Linked DNA regions of Triticum aestivum: region 1 is linked to region 2. A link is a contact called in public Hi-C data. All regions are on one chromosome and are shown on one strand. Each heading gives the region's core, a stretch centred on a gene start, on an enhancer-like site or on the middle of the called end of the contact. The rest is flanking DNA. Distances are from core to core; before and after follow the strand shown. Region 1 holds the start of LOC123182422 (endoplasmic reticulum-Golgi intermediate compartment protein 3). Region 2 holds the start of LOC100682439 (calcium-dependent protein kinase 2).

The links. Hi-C and Micro-C count contacts between places; a contact is called where the count stands out from the background.
Region 1: a contact with region 2 is called in a Hi-C map of leaf, with 4 times the contacts expected there. The contact joins the promoter of LOC123182422 here to the promoter of LOC100682439 in region 2. A contact is called at or near these places in 3 of 5 Hi-C or Micro-C datasets (all in leaf).

What each region holds. Positions count from the first base shown.
Region 1 is chr1D:405,820,168-405,823,223 of IWGSC CS RefSeq v2.1, reverse strand. It overlaps LOC123182422 (endoplasmic reticulum-Golgi intermediate compartment protein 3), which reads right to left and starts at 1,379. Exons shown (of 13, transcript XM_044594977.1): 1 at 1,042-1,379. The coding sequence starts at 1,183.
Region 2 is chr1D:405,688,444-405,691,609 of IWGSC CS RefSeq v2.1, reverse strand. It overlaps LOC100682439 (calcium-dependent protein kinase 2), which reads left to right and starts at 1,515. Exons shown (of 8, transcript XM_044594976.1): 1 at 1,515-3,166. The coding sequence starts at 1,611. It overlaps LOC606338 (60S ribosomal protein L30-like), which reads right to left and starts at 1,323. Exons shown (of 5, transcript NM_001428009.1): 1 at 1,240-1,323; 2 at 999-1,104. The coding sequence starts at 1,260.

The DNA of each region.
Region 1 (3,056 bases), core at 130-2,629, 130 kb before region 2:
CATATTTGATGGCGCAGGCGTGCTAACCCAAATGACAACCTACTCCTTCCGTTCCGATTTTATATGTTTTCCAAAACTACCCTTCCTAACTTGTGGCGCCATTTTCCCGCGGTTCCTAGGTGTATTTTCCAAAACTACCCTTCCTAACTCATGGCGTCATTTTCCCGCGGTTCCTAGGTATATTTTCCAAAACTACCCTTCCTAACTCGTGGCACCATTATCCCGCGGTTCCTAGGTATATTTTCCAAAACTACCCTTCCTAACTCGTGGCGCCATTTAATCGAGTGTCCTGCAAAATTACCCCTCACGTGCAGTTATTACCCGTTGGTAGCGCGACCTCAATGACACTAGTGTCACGCGCCGATCCATGCATCGAGCGTCAAGAGAGGGTTAAATTGCCCACCAAACCACACGGCCAGGGTGGTATGCACCAAAATATGTAAACACCATCGACCTCAGGAACAGAGGGAGTATTTCTGAACACATGATCTGAACCAGAGGCAAGAACACAGCAGCAAAGGTATGACCTTTCATGAACACTTACAGATGAAAAAACTGAATCTTGTCCCCCACCAAACTGGCACAACAGAGTGGACTAAAACGGCAAGTTTTTCAGGAATCTTCCAACAGCTCAAGCATTGCAATCTGCGGCAATGCCCAGCGCAGCACAGGTAGACATGTCCGGCAAAAAGTGGAAGCTTTTCCTTCCCCGGACGGCAAAGACATTGCTTGGCCAGATAGACCACCTCTGTCGAACCGAAAAGAATTTTACCGCCGGCAAACCCAAAAGCATCTACAAAATCTTGCACAGCATTCAATTTCAAGCAGACGGTGCCAAATCCGCGTCATTGGAATCGAGTCTCGCCCCAATCCGAGCTGCCACAACCCATCAATTCCCAGAGACATCTAAGCAAGCAAGCAAGAAGTATAATTGGACATCTTTTTTGAGGACCGTAAACCTTGAATTCCGCGTCGCGGCGCCGCCATTGCGGGCCGAGGAGGAGGAGGAGGAGGAGGGGGAGGAGGGGAGGCGGCGCTTACTGGTCTCTGAGACGAAGAGGAGCAGCATGACGAGGGCGGAGAGGAGCGTGACGACGCCGCCGGAGAGCGTGCGCTTGTAGAAGTCCTCGTTGACCTTGGGGTAGGCGTCGAGCCCCTTGAGCTTGTGCAGAAGCCCCTCCATCTCTCTTCTCCTCCGCCGCCGCCGCCGACGCCGACCCCGTGGAGACCGCCGGAGGGCAGCAGCCGGCGCGAACCTAGTCCTCCCGATCCGAGCCCGCGCGTGTGCGATAGGGTTTGACCGGCGCGAGATTCCGCCGGGTTCGGGTCGGGATTACGAGCCTCGTCTGGGGGTGGGGGTGGGGGAAGAAGAGTCGGAGATGATTACGAGGAGGGGGGACGGAGGATGATGGCGTGGACGGACGGACGCGGTATCGGTGCTGCAAGTTCGGCGCACGCGCTCCACGTGGCGCCGCGCCGTTGGTTCGCGTCGTCGGAAATGCGTTGGACTCCGCCGACGTGGCGGGTCCGGTCCGGTTCGGGTGGGAAGCCGCCCGCCCACGCCCACGGGATCTACGACGAGCGGGACCAGCCGCGAATACGTATCGGACTCCGGGTTACCTACGCAAACTAACCTCGTATACGTATCGGAGTAGTATTGTGGTTTTTCAGTAGGATCTGTGAGAGAGAGTTTCCACTTTGCGACCGATCTGGAAGATGTGACGTGCACCGGTGCACACGATTCGTAGGTGGCCTAACCCTAACCAGGTCTCTCAACAGAATCCGTTGTGGCAGGTGCGTGCGTCTCCGCTGGCCTCTGGAAGGCCACCTTCGGACGATGGTCGACCAACATGTCATGGTCAATTTTGTCGACCCAAAGAGATGCAATCCTCAAAAAGAAAAAAAAAAGAGACCCAAAGAGATGTACACCCTCTGGTCAGGGGTGTACCGAAAACATAGGACCACAATAGCCATTTTTGTGATTTTTTTATAACGCCCGTGCCGATTTCTTCAGAAACACAATGACAATTTCTGAGAGCAAAGGGTTTTACCGCGAAAATTGTCGTGTTCACTTGAAGGAATCGTCATGCTCCTGCAACGTAAATTGCCGTGCCAAACATTTGCTTTGCCATGCACCTCCAGCAAACGATTGTTGGATAGCACCACCGAAAGCAAATCACTCGATTCATATATGGATGAAATTTTAGGCGTGTATTTTTCATTGCATGGATGAGGACATAGGGGTTTTCAGCGTATCGTCACCACCATGCGGAAATTATGGCGCGCCTGCAACCTACTTGTCGGGAATTCCCAGCCGGTTTCAAAACAGAGGTAACCATCGTGAAAATCACATCGGTCGTCCACGATATTCAAGACCTAAGTAGGGTGTTTAGTGCTGTCGTTTATGTTTCAACACACGCAAACTTGCATGCTCATCTTTTTTCCTATGCAATGTCACTGATGGGCTTTTTTTGGCAACATAGAAGCGGATGGAATTGATTTTTGAAGGGTGATGCCAACACCGCTTATTTCCCCCCATTGTGAATGGGTTATGGGTGGCAGCGAAAATTCTCAATCCATTTGTTTATGGAAGGGAGACATCCTCTTGGGAGGGGGGGGGGGGTCATTGCACACGCCTACTCCTCTATAAGAGCTCTTCACAATGGAGCCCCAGTCCAGGTTTTCTTTGCCGACAGACTTCTGGCTAGTCGATGCTTGGGTCTCAGCTGAGGATAATGCGAAACTTACCCTCCCATTTCTGCCATAGGAGGTTGGTCGGGTGATCGCGGAGATGAAGACTAGCTCAGCACTCGGTCCGAATGGGCTCCCAGTCTCCTTCTTCCAAAAGTTCTAGGGGTAGCTTCAGCCAGTGATTATGCCAACGTTCCAAGAATTCTACATCGGGACATTGGACATGTCATGTATAAAGAGATTACCCTAACACACAAACTAGCTGGGGCGACGGATATCCGACACTTTAGGCCGATCACGATGATCAATGTTCTAGAACAGATCTTCTCTAAGGTGTGTGCGATGTGGTTCGCCCCGGTGGTGGA
Region 2 (3,166 bases), core at 266-2,765:
GTTCTACAGTCCAATATTCTAACACAACAAAAAGTAAAAATCATTACAAAAGCACAAACCACTGGAATAAAATTGTAGAAATGAAAAAAAGAGAAAAACAATCTATAAACGCCCTAAATGGCAAGAAAACTCATCTGGCTGTATCAGTTTTAAACTCCAAACTGCCCAACAAAGATGCAATTGCCTCAGGCAATGCATTCCACCTCTTAGGCACACCAAAAGCAAGACAACAAGCTAAACTGCAGTACAAACTTAATTCAGCAAATAGAAATATTCAACCTCCCACTGTCCACTAGACATGGAGGAGGTCTTGTAGAAGTCTCAATACAAGAGGTGGCTTGTTTTAGGGAGCTGTATTCATCTCTAAGGCACAGCCAAAGCAAGCCAGTGAGGTAAACTTCAGTCCCATTCTACAAACTAATTTGATCGGTACAAACAACAATGTGTCCCACTATACAAACTAAATTGATCGGTACAAACTACAAGACAACTTCCAACACACAACCGAAACACAGCACAAACAGCTATCAGCAAACAGAAATATTTCAACCTCCCATTGTCCACTAGACATTTAAAAGGTCTGGCAGAAGTCATAACTAAGAAGTGGCTTGTTCTAGGGCGCTGTATTCATCTCCAAGGCACGGCGAAAGCAAGCCAATGAGGTAAACTTCAGTCCCATTCTACGAACTAAAAGTTTCAACGCTACAAACTTCAGTGGGCATCACTACACACGTGCAGAGAATACGCATACAGTTCAACTTATTTCCCACTAATAATAAGTACAGCAAGTAATTGACAGCCACAAAGCAGATATTAACCACTTCATTCTACAAAACCTAATCACGCATCTCTGGAATTAACACGGTCCCGAGCGTAAGTTACAGCACTACCCTTCGGATCCAGCAGACAAGAGAACTAGCAGATCAGCCACAGCGACAAATCAATCAACAGTGAGATAAAAAAAAGCCGTAAAAAGCAGAGAGCCGATCTATCCATACCCTTGGAGCTGCGGAGCGTCTTGAGGACGGTCTTGTAGCCGAGCGTGTACTTGCCGCTCTTCATCACCAGCTGCAGCTTGTTGTTGATGTTCTCCCCGCTCTTCTTCTGCAGAGCGCACCCATCAACCGAAAAAACAGTCAGAAGATCTCTCAGAAAGAAAGACACGGCGAGATAACCACCGGAGAACGAATCAGGCCGAAATGGGAGGAGCGGCGGGCGGGGATCGATTAGGGTTCGTACCGCCTTCTTGGTGGGAGCCATCGCGTCGGGCGAGCGAGCGAGCGTGGGGATGCGGATGGCTTCGGGGGAGGCGGCGGCGCAAATGGAGAGCTCGCTAGGGTTTAGCGGGAGGGGCTATATAGGTGCGGCCGCGCGGACGAGACTGCCGCGACGGATTGGGCTGGACCGGGCCTCATTGGGCCGAGAATGAACCCAACGGGCCGTGGCGCTGAGCTGGCGAGGTGGGCCCGCGTTGCCAGACTGCTCGGTCGTAAATACGGTACCGGTTGATCCGCAGCCCCAAGCGGTGTCTCCATTCGCGAAAACCCTAGCACGAGCAGCGCCGCCGCCGCCGCCGCCGCCACCCAGCAATAAAGGCGTCGCCGGAGGAGATGAGTGGAGAGGGGGAGGGGAGGAGGAGGGTGCTGGACATCCTCGCGGGCTCCGACGACGACTCGGACGGCCCCGCCGAGGACTACTCCAAGATCCAGATCAACGAGGGGTACGCTCGGAAATTCGAGCACAGGAAGCGGCGCGAGGCGCTGGAGCGCCTCAAGGAGAAGAAGAAGAAGGGCGTCGTCGCCGACCCCGACGACGAGGACGAGGACGACTCCGACGACGAGTCGGATGAGGACGAGGCCGTCGCCGCCGCCTCGCGCCGCGTCGACCGCCGCGTGCTCCAGGTCATCCGCCGCATCCGTAGCGGCGACAGCGCCATCTTCGACAAGGACGCCAAGGTGTACTCCTCCTCGTCGGAGGACGAGGACGACGCCGAGGGGGAGCCCAAGGAGGGGAAGAAGGCCAAGAAGGAGCGCCCACTGTACCTCAAGGACGTCAACGCCCAGCACCTGCTCGAGGAGGGCCCCGAGTTCGCGGCGCAGGCTGGCCGTGGCAGCAAGTATGACCGGATTGCGTACAACGAGCTCCAGAGGGAGGGGCTGAAGGAGTTCCTTGAGGCGGAGAAGAAGGCATTGGGGGATGGCGATGACGAGGAGGACGATCTGTTCAAGGCGAAGCAGGCTGAAGGAGATGGTGGCGACAGCGAAGAGGACGAAGACGAGAAGCAGACCGAGGAGCTGTTGGTTGAGGTTTTTGGGGATGATGACAAGCTGGATGAAAATGAGAAGTTTTTGAAGAATTACATCCTCAATAGGCCGTACCTTGAACCAGTGCCGGAAAAGTTCTCGCTGGATGATATCCAGGAGGTCTCACAGGAAGAGGATGTGATCGAAACTCAGGAGGACTATGAGGATATTTATAATAAGTTGGGGGATTATAAATTCCGGCATGAGGAGGTGGAAGCTTCAGAGGGAGTGGTGACTGATCGGGTAATGGGACATCCCCGGGTTGTTGAGGGGTCTGTGAGGAAGAAGGAGAGCGGCAGAAAGAAGCAGCGCAAGAGCAAAGAGGAACGGCTTGCGCGAGCCAAGCAGGAGCAGGCAGAGGAGCTGAAGCATCTCAAGAATTTGAAGAAGAAAGAGATTGCTGAGAAGCTTGAGAAGATCCGGATGATTGCTGGAATTGAAGGGGAAGCTGCCTGTAAGCTTGGTGCAGATGACTTGGAGGAAGATTTTGATCCAGAGGATTATGACAGGAAAATGCAGGAGATGTTCGACGACAGCTACTATGGTGCTGATGAGGTTGATCCTGGGTTTGGAAGTGGAGATGATTTGGATTTGGTCAAACCTGATTTTGACAAGGAAGATGAATTGCTTGGGCTACCTAAAGATTGGGCTCTTGATGGTAAAGAAGGGTCTACTGCCACTGGTGAGAAGAAAAAGAAGAAGAAAAATAAGGAGCTTGCAAATGGTGAGGAGGAAGGCGAGAAAAAGAAGGGGAAGATCTCTCTCAAGGACAAGGTGGAGCTTGAGAAGGAGCTTGATGAGTATTATAAGCTAGACTACGAGGACACCATTGGAGATCTGAAGACACGGTTCAAATATAGGCA